Linked DNA regions of Mus musculus: all the other regions are linked to region 3. The links are chromatin contacts, called in public Micro-C and promoter capture Hi-C maps. All regions are on one chromosome and are shown on one strand. The core of a region is the stretch at or near the end of the contact, and the rest is flanking DNA. Distances in the headings are between cores, read along the strand shown. Region 1 holds the start of Gjd3 (gap junction protein, delta 3). Region 2 holds the start of Npepps (aminopeptidase puromycin sensitive). Region 3 holds the start of Fbxl20 (F-box and leucine-rich repeat protein 20).

Region 1 (4,040 bases), core at 362-2,861, 830 kb after region 3:
CTAGCCACTGGGCTACCCTGCCTGGCCACTGGGCCCAGAACACATCTGACTGAACAGGACTGTTTGCTGTCAGTTCCTGTTGGGGACAGAGTTGCCTCATAGGTGGCTGGGTTAGTGACTGACAGTGGTGGCGGATGCACACACAGAATGTACGTGTGTATAGGTGTGTATACAGAGCTAACACAGGACGCATGCGTACATGCATCCACACAGAGCCTTCAAGGACATACATGTACATTTCTGTGCACGCAGGCATGAACCCAGGTCTCTATCGCCTGTCACTTGGGAGATGTATACGTGTGGACACACGCATGTGCGGACCCTCACAAGCATACACATGCAAATACACACAGCTCATAGAGGTTTACTATGCTTGAGCAGCCAACCCATCTGAGTGTGTCCAGAGAGAGTGTGTGCAGAGCGCTCACGGAAAACCACTCTTCTCTGAATTAGCAGGGAACCTGGGAATGTTGCCATCACTGTTGATTTTTGTCCCCGGTGCAACAATCAGGTCACCCACGGCCGGTTTGCCGCCTCTCAGGGGAGCCCTTGGCGTCCTCCCTTTCCGCAGGGATCACAGCACCGAGGAGCCTCCCTGATTTAACACGGCTGCCGTAACCAGCACTAGGAAGTGCGACACCTCCCCCACCCGAACCCTGGCGGTCCCCTCTGCTCATCTTCTGCTCAGGCAGGGTCCTACGCAGTCTTTCAGAAGCAAAGCCTTCTGCCTCCAAGGACCCGGGTGCTGATATCCAGCCTCCGATCTCGCCGCTAGATGGCCAGGTCCTGGCGCACGGTAGCCAGCGACGCTTTGCTGTGGCCGCTGCCGCCTTCGCCCTCGCTGTCGCCTGCCGGTGAGCGGTGCGCGTAGGCTGGCGGGCCGAAAGGGTCGGGGTCCCCGCGCTGCGATGGCAAAGAGGGCGACGGCGGCGGCGGCGGGAGCAGCTTGGCGCGCTGGCGACCCTTCCAGAGCAGGTGACCCAGCTCCGCCACGCTGAGCAGCGCCGACAGCAGCCCGACGGCGAAGTAGAAGACCACGAAGACGGTCTTCTCGGTGGGCCGGCTCACGAAACAGTCGACCGTGTGCGGACAAGGTGGCCCGGCGCACGCGTAGTGCGGGTCCACGCGGAAGCCGTAGAGCAGCGCCTGGCCGCCCAGGAAAGCCAGCTCGGCGAGCAGGCGCAGAGCCACGCTCAGCAGGTAGCAGCGGCGCGCGCGGCGAGCGCGCAGGGCGCACGGGGAGCACGGCGCCTCGGCACGCCCGCGCGCGCACGGCGGGGCCAGCTGCGCACCACCCGCCTCCTTGCTGGCCTGGTGCATGGAGTAGATGACGAACAGCACCGGCGGCGCCGACAGCAGCAGGATGTGGAAGAGCCAGAAGCGGTAGTGGGACACCGGGAAGGCGCGATCGTAGCAGGTCTGGCGACAGCCGGGCTGCAACGTGTTACACACGAACTCCTCCTGCTCGTCCTCGAACACCGCACCTCCCACCGTGGCCAGCACCAGGATGCGGAAGATCAGCATGATCACCAGCCAGAGACGACCCACGAGCGGCGACTGTAGCTGCACCGCGTCCAGCAGGGAGCCTAGGAACGCCCACTCCCCCATGACGCTGGGGACGAGGAAAGGGGGTAGTCACAGGCTGGGGCGGGCTGAATACCCCCTGTCCCCCGCCACCCCCCACCCCCACCCCCACCCCCGTCCCTCAACAATCTCGGAGGGCGCCAGGGAAAGAATATTTTCTGGGGTTTAATGAGTTAATGTCAGAGTGTGAGGATAGTCCATCCTCAGCTATGGGATTCCTTCATATGGGCATAGAGGGGTGCTGAGGAGGGATTTCCCCGCACACCTGGCCTGGGCCTGCTTGGCTAGGGAGACCCTAAGGTTCCCCAGATTCTAGGTTCTTCTTCAGGGCCAACCTTGCTGGCCTGGCTTTTTGTGCCAGGAGCAAGAGCGGCTACTGGAGTCTAGAATTCTACGTTCCTTCTGTTTGAGACCCCTGGGAGCAAGGGGAGGGCCAGGCCGGGTGAGCCCCCACTGTCTCCTTTCTCTCTCACCTCGCAGCAGGGAACGCCTTTTGGGGTTGGAAGCTGACACAGAAGCCTGTTTTTCCAACTTAGGATCTCTCGCCCGCCCTCAATCTTCCCTTCCTCACCAACCTCAGCCAAGGAGACCGGGCACAGCCCCCTCGACTCCTCTCTGATAGCAATTATCAAGCATCTCTTGTAAGCCTCCCCAGACACACAGAATACACCACGTCCCGTCCCTGTAGACCCTTAGTGGCCTCTAGATGTCCCCAACCCCACTTACCCCGGGACCTGGGCCTTAGAGCTGAGCGGAGGACCTTGAGAGACAGCTGGGACCTGTCCCTCTGGGTCCCTCTTTCATTTTCCTTTTTGGCTTTGGCCGGGATGGATGATAGGACAAGTATGGCTGAGAGGGGCTAGCTCTCCCCCTTCTCTTAAAGGGACAGGGTGACCTGTGGTCCGGCTCCACCCTGGAAATAGATCCAGGGCCACACCCCTTGTTGGGTCCTTCCTGCCTTCTCTTTCCATCCCTTACCCCCCATGCCCATCCCATAGCCATGTCTCCATCTGGCGATGGACGGAGGCTAACTAGAGCTACATTTTTTTTTTTAATTGAGGGAGCCAGAGAGATCAATCATGGGAACCCTATCTCCTGGCAGACTCCTCAAACTGAAGACTAGGTCCACCACAACCAACTGACCCCATTTTTGAAGGGTCTTGTGGGCCAGAGGGAGATAACTTCGGCTTTTAGGGGACAACAAATATGGCTTTGGGGGGGGGGGGCTTTTGGTTCTGCCACTATTGGACCTTGGATGAGCCATGTAGGTCACTTGGGCTAAGATCTCTTGGTCTGTCACCTGAGCCAGCTAAACTCTAAGATTCTTACTTTGTTCCGAGACAGAGTCTCGCTGTGTAGTTCAAGCTGGCCAGGACCTTACCGTATAGGCCAGGCTGCCCTTGAAGTAAATGATCCTCCTGCCTCAGCCTCCCAAGTGCAGGACATTAAGTATGCATCACCACACCCGTCATAGTCGCCCATCTTAATGACCAGGTCTCAGCTGTGTTACAGAAACCCCAAACCCAGTGCTTGGAAATACTCCGTGAGGGCATCAGGAAGATGTGGAGATAGCTGGCTACCGTGGTTAAGCCAAAGCTCTGGTCTTTCCTACTCAGCAATGTCTAGGTTTACCGTGAGGTGTGTGGCACCTCATAAGGTCAACAGCAGTGAGAAAAGCTTCTGCCAAGGATTTTCTAATATGGAGCTTTGTCTACCAGTCTAGGTGCGGGGAGATGCGGGACCATGATAGACAATCCACGGGGACCCGAGTGGGCCAGGAAGAGGGACTCCCGATTTAAGATGGTGTTTTTCTCCCTTCTGTCTACCTCAGTCACCCACTCATTCAGTCTTCAGCTACCCCGGCACTATTTACAGCCTTACAGCCGGGGAAACCGAGGCTTAGAGAGTCACACATGCGCAGTCAGTGAAAGGCGGACCATGAACTCACTCTTGGCCTCAATGGTTCTGGAGCGCATGCTCCCTCACAGCTTGCGAGGGAAAACTGCCACCTCTCTATACCTGGGTGGGGTCTTGCGTGGGGCTGAGGGTCTCAGCACTGAGGTGGGCTGTGCGTACTCCTATGAAGGGATAGGTCATTAGTCCTCACGTACTCCGTGATATTTTCTCCCCCAGTCAGTACAAAGACCTGCATGGGTTTCTGTCTGTTAACAGTGGGTCCCTAATGGGAAATGTGTTCTCTACTGATTGGCTCAGTCAGGGGTCTAGCCCAGCCTGGAAAAACTTTTGGTTAACTCCAGCTTGGGTGTGCCCCTGAACGTTTCCATCCTCCTGCAGGGTCCCTTAGAAATAGGCCTGGGTGTGGGGGCGCTACCCTGGATAAAATCCAAGAGAATAGCACGTGCTGGAACCCCACATTCTGAAAACAGGATGTGAGGTGGAGCACCGGGCGACCCCTGCCACTCACTTCCGGCCGAGCTGCCGTCTGCACCCTGTCC
Region 2 (4,179 bases), core at 1,592-4,091, 870 kb before region 3:
CCACAATGATACCACCTAATGCTACTATTCCAACATACAGCGTCAAGGATCTAGTTGCTTTAACTACTGTGAATTCTTTTATACTTCAAAAGGGACAACTAAAAAGTCTAATTATCCCTTAATCAACTTGTTAAATTTGCTATTACCCCATCTTTATGTTGCCACCTAGCCTGAAAAGACTCTCTGGGAGGAAAAAAAAATTTTTTTTGTTTTGTGTTTTTCTTTTTTGAAGATCAGAAAGGTGGCTCAGTGGGTAAAGGCATTTGCTGCCAAGACTATTGAGTTAAGCTCAATCCCGGGGCCGACATGATGGAAACACAGAACCTACTCTGAAAACCTGTCCAGTGACCTCTATGGACATGCATGCCTCGGCACTCGTGTATGCACACCCACACACACCTATGCACTCACAGTAGGACACAAAATTAAAGACGGGAATGCCTTGTTCCTTCTTTGTAAAGTCTATTCTATCAAAAAGATCCAGTTACTTCCTTGGATCAGATTCACAAATCAGCCAGACATGATGGTGTGTGTCAAGAATCTAAGCTGCTCTGGAGGTTGAGGCAAGAGACAGTGAGTTCAAGGACACTAAGTCCCGCTGCTAGGTAACATACAACCTTGTGCTTCCGCAAAGGCAGAAACCAATCTTCCACATATTATCATCTCCTTTTGTTTGTTTTGTTTTGTTTTTCAAAACAGATTTTTCTGTGTAGGTAGCTCTGGCTGACCTGGAACTCACTCTATAGTCCAGGCTGGCCTGGAACTCAGAAATCCACCTGCCTCTGCCTCCCAAGTGCTGGGAATAAAGATGTGCCCTCCAACTTGTTTCCAGCTCTTCAGAGAAGTAGGAAGAGGTAAACGTGATTACTATGGAAACTAAGCAGCCTGAGTTAGAACCCGAGATCCCATAGTGAAAGGGTAAGAGACAGAGAGTATACATACCATAGCTCCCACGCACCCCCACCCACTCACACACAAACACACTTTTAGAGGGGGGGCGGGGCGGGGGAACATGTTGCTGCTTGTTGTTCTAACATGTCCATAAACCTCAATAACCTGTAAGCAAATCTGTACTGCTTTTTCCTCAATGTCTTCACTCAGTGCGCACACCTTCCAGATTTATTAACTCGGGCCAGCTTCCTTAAAGTTAGTGTTTTCTCATAATTCAAACTCATCCCAAGTGTAGGCCCTTTCTCCAAAGGTCACAAGGCACTCTGCTGTGGACAGTGATGCTGCCAGCATCTAAGGCTGGCAAAGCCAATGTTCCAAATCTAAAAGCATACTTTTAAGTTCTGTACTTTTACACAGATTTTCAAACTCGAGTATCATACTTTCTCGGCTTTCAAATCACTCAAATTCTAGTCTACGTTTCTCTCATTTCATTGCAACACACACCCTCCCTCATCTTTTTGGTTGAGGCCTACTGGCCTGGCTTCCTCCACCACTCGTGTTCCCCAACCCCTAGCTGGGGTAGGAAAAGAAACGGAACCAATTCTATTTCCACCACTCCTGTCACAGATAGCTATCAAACAGCTCCCAATTTTCATTTCCGATCTCACGTAACACATCATACCCATGGTTATTTATCGTAACCGTTTGAGACCTCTGTGAGCCATCTATATGGATGGTCTCCGAAATCAAACAATACTGCCAGATAATGCTTCGGGGAGGAGGGAGGAGCGTATGATTCACCAAAAAAACTGCAAAGAAGAGTAATGGAATATTTTCACCAGTGGCAGGCTAAGACTGAGAGCTTTCTTTCAGAAGAGGGGACTGCTAAGCAACCGCCACTGAAGCAATAAATCCACCAGCTTCACAGGTTGCGAGAGCAAGGCGGATAGGAGAAGAGGAGCTAGGGTCCTCCGCGGCTTCTCTGGAGGTTAGGGGAGAACAAAGTCACTGCTGCACTGTCATTTGAGGGGAAGGGGGAGGGGGCGGATCATCCTGGAAACCCGGCCCCTGGGCAGGATCAGGCCGGGAGAACTCGGTGAGGCTGCCTGGGATTAACATTCTCGCTCCACTCCCCCCTGCCCCCAACCTTCTAGACTCGCCCCTCCTCGCTCTCAAGTGCCTGATGACCGCCCCTTCCAACCTATCCCCGGCGGAGTAAAGGGACGACCAGGAAAGAACGCAGTCCGCAGGGGTGCCACCGAGCAGGCAGTCCTAGCCCCTTCTAGTTCCCCAGCCCCCACCCAGCCTCTCCCGGAGCTCGGGGCCCGGAAGGCGGGGACCAGGGGCGCTGCACACAGGTGTGCTGGCCCCCCGAGGGGCGCACCGCCCGCAGACTCCCGCAGCGCGGTCCCCGCCCGGCCGGCCGGCTCGAGGGGCGCGCCGCACCCGCCTCCCGCTCGGTCCCGCGGCCCACGCGCCCAACCCGCCCCGGCCTCCAACCCAGCCCGCGGGCGCGGCCTAACTGCTCGCCCGCCCGCCCGCTGCTCGCCCCCCGGCGCCCGAGGGTCGCAGTACCTGGGCGGCGGCCTCCAGCTTGCCCTCGAAGGTGAAGTCCAGCAAATCGGGCTTGAGGCAGAGGCTGTAGTTGATGGGCGACACCTCGGCGGGCAGCCGCTCGAAGGGCCGCTTCTCCGGCATCGCGGCGAGGCCCAGGCTGTGGAGGCGGCGGCGGCGGCGAGAGGAGCGGCTGAGGAGGAGAAGGAGGGGAGGAGGCGGAGGGCCGAGGAGGAGCAGGCGGCGAGCGAGGGAGGGGACGGCGGCTGCCAGCCACATTCACCGGGCGCGGGCGACCGCCTGCCGAGAGCCGCCGGGGAGGCTGGGGCGGGGGACAGACCCAGCGGGTGCCTGGGCCGGGCGGGCGGGCGGGCGGCGGTGCGGGCGGGCTGCCTACGGGGAAGGGGGCGGAGGGGAGGGCAGGGGAGGAGGGCGGGGAGGGAGGCGGCGGCGGCTGCGTGCGCGACCCCGCGGGGCGGGCGCGACCCCGCTGAGGGCGCGCGCCGAGGGCGGGGCGGGGCGGCGAGGCCGCGGTCGGCGAACGGGGAAGGCGAGAGGAGGCGCTTGGCGCTGCACCTGTCGTCGGCCGGTGGCAGGAAAGAGCCACGAAGGGCATGGAGGAGCTCTGTGGAAAATGGAAGCCTACGCAGCGGTCAAGTCAGCGCGGGGGGGTAGGGGACGCGTGGAAAGAGCCATTCCACCTCAGCGGTGTGAGCCCGACCTGAGGCTTTTTTTTTTCCCTAGGAAATAGCCAGTTGAAGGGATGATCTGAAAACAGTTTTCCGAGGAAACACTTAGTTATTCAAGGTCGCTCCAACCAGTGAAATCTAGACCTTTTAGGAGAGTGGTTTCAAAGACTAGAAATACAGGATCCCACGATTTCATATTTAAAACAAGATGCTTCATTGCTGGGCACGGAGGCTGAGGCAGGACGATCATCATGGGCCAGCCTGGACTACAGAGTGAGTTCCAGAATGGTCTGGGCACACAGTAAGATTTTGATTAAGAAAACACAGATGATAATAATGATCAACTGTCTGTTTCCGGATTTTTCCCTTCCTGTGGTGCTAGGCTTTGAACTCAAAGCCTCTACACAGGCTGGGCAAGCGCCATGCCACTGAGCCACACCCCCACGCCCCTTGTTTTTGTTTCTGCTTTTTTAACTGAAAAGACCCTTTACCAGTTGTGACTTCTGTAAAAGTATCCTAACTGTGGCTCCCTCCATTCTGTAGTTATCTCTAAGACCTATGTTTAAATCAAGGCAAAAATATTCCTAAAAGCGTATTTCTTTTATAGAAACTTGTAAGGTAGAGTCAAAACTAAACAAGCACTGTCCTACAGACATGACACTGTGAGCCACTAGATAGAATTAAAACAACAGAAGTTATTGCACCTCATCTCCCTAGCCCAATATATTCAGATTATAATTTCATCATGTAATGCATTTTAAAGATGCTAATGAGGTGCCTGGCAGTGGTGGTACTGGCTTCTGGAGGCAGAGGCAGGCAGATCTCTCTGAGTTTGAGGCCAGCCTTCACTACAGAGTGAGTTCTAGGACAGCCAGGGCAACACATGGCTAATGCCTACTGTATTGGGCAGCACAGTTGTGGATCCTCAACCTGCCCTGCTTTCCTCCAAAAATCCTACGTGCTTTTTAGAAACACAGATGCAATTCTTAAAGAGACGGGCCTTTAATATGTCTGGAATACTTGCTAACACTTTACACGTTCATTT
Region 3 (3,943 bases), core at 298-2,797:
TACAACATTTTACATAGGCAGTTTTTATTATTATGCCTCTCCCCCAACCCACCATTAAGTTACAAATGAAAACTCTAATGTAACCAATGAAGTTCTCCACTCCTCACTGCGACTTGGCATACTAAGTCTGAATTTACAGTCTCTCCACAGCTCTCCCTCCTACCTTAACTTTATAACTATAAATACTTTTTCAAGAAATACTAAGACTATACAGAAGTTTCGCCCCTAGGTGAGACTTTCACCCGAAGCCCACAAACTTTTTGTCTCAAATTTATCTTTTAAAGGGAGCTGAAGGGAAACACTGGGTGTTAAAAATACAACAAGAGAGAGGAGACAGGAAGCCAGCAAGTGAGATGAACACTGAGCCTGGGCCCAGCACAGGTCAGTCAGCCTGAGCCTCTGCCAGAAAAGGCCAGGTAACATTTTCTCTTGTGTAAGTTTCTTTGTCTCTCGGCCTACCAATGAAACCTCCAGCACATCTCCAAACTACTGTATTTCATTTCACCAGTACTTAGGATACTTCCCAAAGGAATCCCTTTCTCAGTCGTGAACTCGCTTTTAAAGATCTTTCTGACTATGTACGGTTCCATTCCAAGACTACAAACCTCCTTTTCAGAGGACAAACTTAAGACAAAACAAAAAAACAAAACAAAACAAACCAGGAATGGGTTCTCCGAAGGCTCTCAGACCTTCCTCGCATTCTCGGAACAGATATCTAAGTTCCCAATAAACAATGAACCACAAAAGTATTAGACTACACGGGGAAGAGGAAGTATTAGAATATCCAAACAGCACGAAAACCCCACAGTCGCCTCTATCGTCCCAGTTTACTACCACCCCCAACTTCCTACTTCCACCGAGGACTAATCGATTCCCGCTCGGGTGGAGATTCACGAAGGCAGCAGGCGCTGGCCAGTCGGGGACTGAGTGCTTTCACTGCGTGGTGGAAGGAGGCTAGCCAAGGGCTGGGCAGAGAATGGGAAGCTGGGTGTTATGGGGGAGGGGGGATTTAGGGCGCCAGGGCTAATCCCGGCCAGGGCCCGCGGGTGGAAGGGGCAGCAGGCGAACCTCCCGGAAGGCGAGGCAAGCCGGTGCGCGGGGCTTGCGGGTCGCAAGCAGGGGAGGACGCCGGCGGCCGCATCGGGGGCGGGTGGCGGGCCGCACAAGGGAGGAGGCTCCGGTCGAGCTACTGTTTGGGGTGCGAGAGCTGGCCTTCGCCGCCGCCCGAGACCCCTCCGAGCTCACACCTCAAACCTGCTCTTGGTCACTCCGTTCACGTCCCTCCTCATGGGGCCGGCGGGTGCGGCCCGGGCAGGGCGCTGCGGCGTGCGGAGTGCAAAGATAGGGGCCAGGGCAGGCCCCGGAGTTCCGGGAGCGGGAGGCGGCGGCGGCAGCAAGGCGAGGCTCGCCCGGCCGACGCGGAGGAGCGACCGCTCGAGTCCCGCGGGGGCCTCCACCACCGCCCGCGGCGTCCGCGGCCGCGACGACTGCCAGTCGCTAGCTCGGTCCTCTCCAAAGCCTCAACTTCAACCCAAAACAAAAACACTCCCCACCTGCCAGCAACGCCGCTCCTCATTGGGCAGAGCCGCCCGGGCCTCGGAACGTCGGGGGAGGGGAGGAGCGCTCGGCGGCGGCGGCGCGAGCCCACCCCTCCCCCACCCGGCGCAGCCCCGGACGGTGAGCCCGCGAGCGCCTGGAACGTGGGGTGACCGGGCGCCAGCCCACCAGGACAAGGAGAAGCAGGGAAGTGCCCAAGTGCGCGCCTGCTTCGGTGCGCGCGCGGGCGTGGGGGGGGGGGGCACGGTGTGTGTGCTGTGGGGCGGGTGCGAGTGCGCGCGTGCCCGCGGACCGGCGAGAAGAGCAGAACAGGGACAGGAACATCACCGGATCCCCTCCAGCACTGCGAGGGCTCACTGGCACGTAGCGACCCACGCGGAACCTGAGCTTTCAGCCTAGGGTCCCCAGCTCTGATCTGATCACTTCCCCGGCGGCCTGAGCTGGCACCCACGTCTTTCTGACCACCCAGCTCCCGTCCTCTATCACTCACTGTCGCCTTGAACCCAAAGTGCAGCAGGCGGTCCCTGCTCGGAGCCATTTTCCTCCTCTTTCTAGACGTCTCTAGGTTGGGGCAGTGCCGCCGCCGCTGCCGCCGTAGGTGCTGCCGCCGCCTCCCCCACCCCGGTGAATTGCATTACGGGGTGCTGCAGGGAGGCCTGGGGGGCCCCTGCGGGGCGGATGGCTCTCAGTGCCAGGCTCCAGAAGGCAGGAGCTGGTTGCGCTAAGAGGAGGACGTAGCGCCAGCTCTGCACAGGAGCTGGCAGCGAGGCTACACCTCGGGATCAGGGGGTGCAATGCCCCAGCCCAGTACCCATTCCTTGGGCCGGGGGAGGGGCTGGCGTCAATCGGGTGGGGGCGGGCAAGGCACAAGGGCCATTGGCGTCCCCGCCCCTCCGGCCGCTGGCGCCCAATGGGCTGCAGCGGCTGCTCACCCTCCAATCGGAGAGCTGGTTCGTGAGAGCCACGGCGTGACGCCATTTCGGCGGGAGAAACAAGCATGTAGGAGCGAGTAGGCGGGGGCGGTTGCCCATAGGAAACTCTTCCATTGGATTTCGCTCCTAGTATAAAAGGTAGTCTGTCATCTTTTTGTTAACTCCAGCCTTCAAGACTTCCAAAATCTATGACCTATTTTCCACGAATTATGAAACAACCGAGAGTGAAATTGCTCCGTCAGAGACATTACAAAATGTACCAAACCTGAAATATTAAAAACTACCATAAATCCCAGCCGTCCTAATTAGACCTTAATACTGCTTCCAATTTTATGCTCAAAGCAATTACGAGTTTGTCGTCAGACCTTTTCTACTTAGTTTTAGAACTTGAAAAAGATGAACTTTTAAGAGCAAAAGTGTTACAGTATACCCACATACATGAAATAAGCAAATGTGTACAAAAAGAGAGAAAGGCTGGTCCTCTTTAAAAACTAAAAGAGCAAAATGTTGTGAACCTTTTTTAAAAAAAACTTATGATTTATAGTCCCTAAAATAAAATGTTCCTTTTTTTTTTTTTTTTTTTTTTGAGATTGTTTATGAAGCCTGTTCTGGTCGTCTGGAAGTCAGAGATCCACCTGTCTCTGCCTCCAGTTCTGGCATTAAAGGCATTTGTCACGCCTGACAGAACTTTTTTTTTTCCCTGAAGAGGCATTCCTAAGCAAACTACCTTTAAAAAACTTAGTTCTTTGGCCCACAAAAACCTAGTTCACATGAGACATTCTGAGTCCCACATGTTTTTTTTTTAAATACTTACTTTATGCATATGAGTACACAATTGAGTACACAGCAGAAGAGGACATCTGATCCCATTACAGATGGTTGGGAGCCACCATGTGATTGCTGGGAATTGAACTCAAGACCTCTGGAAGAGCAGTCAGTGCGCTAAACCTCTGAGCCATCTCTCCAGCTCTTCCTCCCCCCCATGCTTTTAAAAGTATTTACTTCAGGCAGTGGGGAAAAACAAAAAACAAAGTTTAGTGGCATCCAAAAGCTGTTTCTCCCAGCAAGAATTACTGATAAAGGTTTAACTGCAAGTCAAGAAAAGGTGAGAAAGAGAAAAGTTGACAGACAAGTATGGGAAAGAAAAAAAAATCTGGCCTCATTGGTCTACCAACTGTGCTGTGGGCTCATTTAGAACAGTACTCAGTGAAGCTGTTGGGTTTCTAATTAATTTGGATTTTTGAGAGGTTAACAAATGGAAATATTCAACGAATATGATTTTATATTGACTGTAATCCCACAAGGTAATCCCAACCTGTAATGCCGCTTAAGGACTGCTTGAGGTCAGAATCCTTCTGGGCTTGCTAGAGACAGACAACAAAAGCCCCAGCACTTGAGAGGAATGCAGGAAGATAAAAGAGTTTAAGGTTCGCCTCAGCAATACAAGTTAAAGG

The links. Promoter capture Hi-C pulls out the DNA fragments that hold promoters and counts their contacts. Hi-C and Micro-C count contacts between places; a contact is called where the count stands out from the background.
Region 1: a promoter capture Hi-C map of embryonic stem cells shows a contact between it and region 3, with 4 times the contacts expected there. The contact joins the promoter of Gjd3 here to the promoter of Fbxl20 in region 3. A contact is called at or near these places in 3 of 39 promoter capture datasets (the C10 cell line, embryonic stem cells and pre-B cells) and 1 of 9 other capture datasets (embryonic stem cells).
Region 2: a contact with region 3 is called in a Micro-C map of embryonic stem cells, with 5 times the contacts expected there. The contact joins the promoter of Npepps here to the promoter of Fbxl20 in region 3. A contact is called at or near these places in 2 of 39 promoter capture datasets (liver and pre-B cells) and 1 of 484 Hi-C or Micro-C datasets (embryonic stem cells).

Annotation. Positions count from the first base shown.
Region 1 is chr11:98,981,409-98,985,448 of GRCm38.p6, forward strand. It overlaps Gjd3 (gap junction protein, delta 3), which reads right to left and starts at 1,612. Exons shown (of 1, transcript NM_178596.3): 1 at 1-1,612. The coding sequence starts at 1,608. The coding sequence ends at 772.
Region 2 is chr11:97,277,735-97,281,913 of GRCm38.p6, forward strand. Npepps (aminopeptidase puromycin sensitive) reads right to left here and starts at 2,842. Exons shown (of 23, transcript NM_008942.3): 1 at 2,467-2,842. The coding sequence starts at 2,724. Gm11592 (a long non-coding RNA gene) reads left to right here and starts at 2,960. Exons shown (of 3, transcript XR_001780313.2): 1 at 2,960-3,407.
Region 3 is chr11:98,148,069-98,152,011 of GRCm38.p6, forward strand. It overlaps Fbxl20 (F-box and leucine-rich repeat protein 20), which reads right to left and starts at 1,548. Exons shown (of 15, transcript NM_028149.1): 1 at 1,248-1,548. The coding sequence starts at 1,289.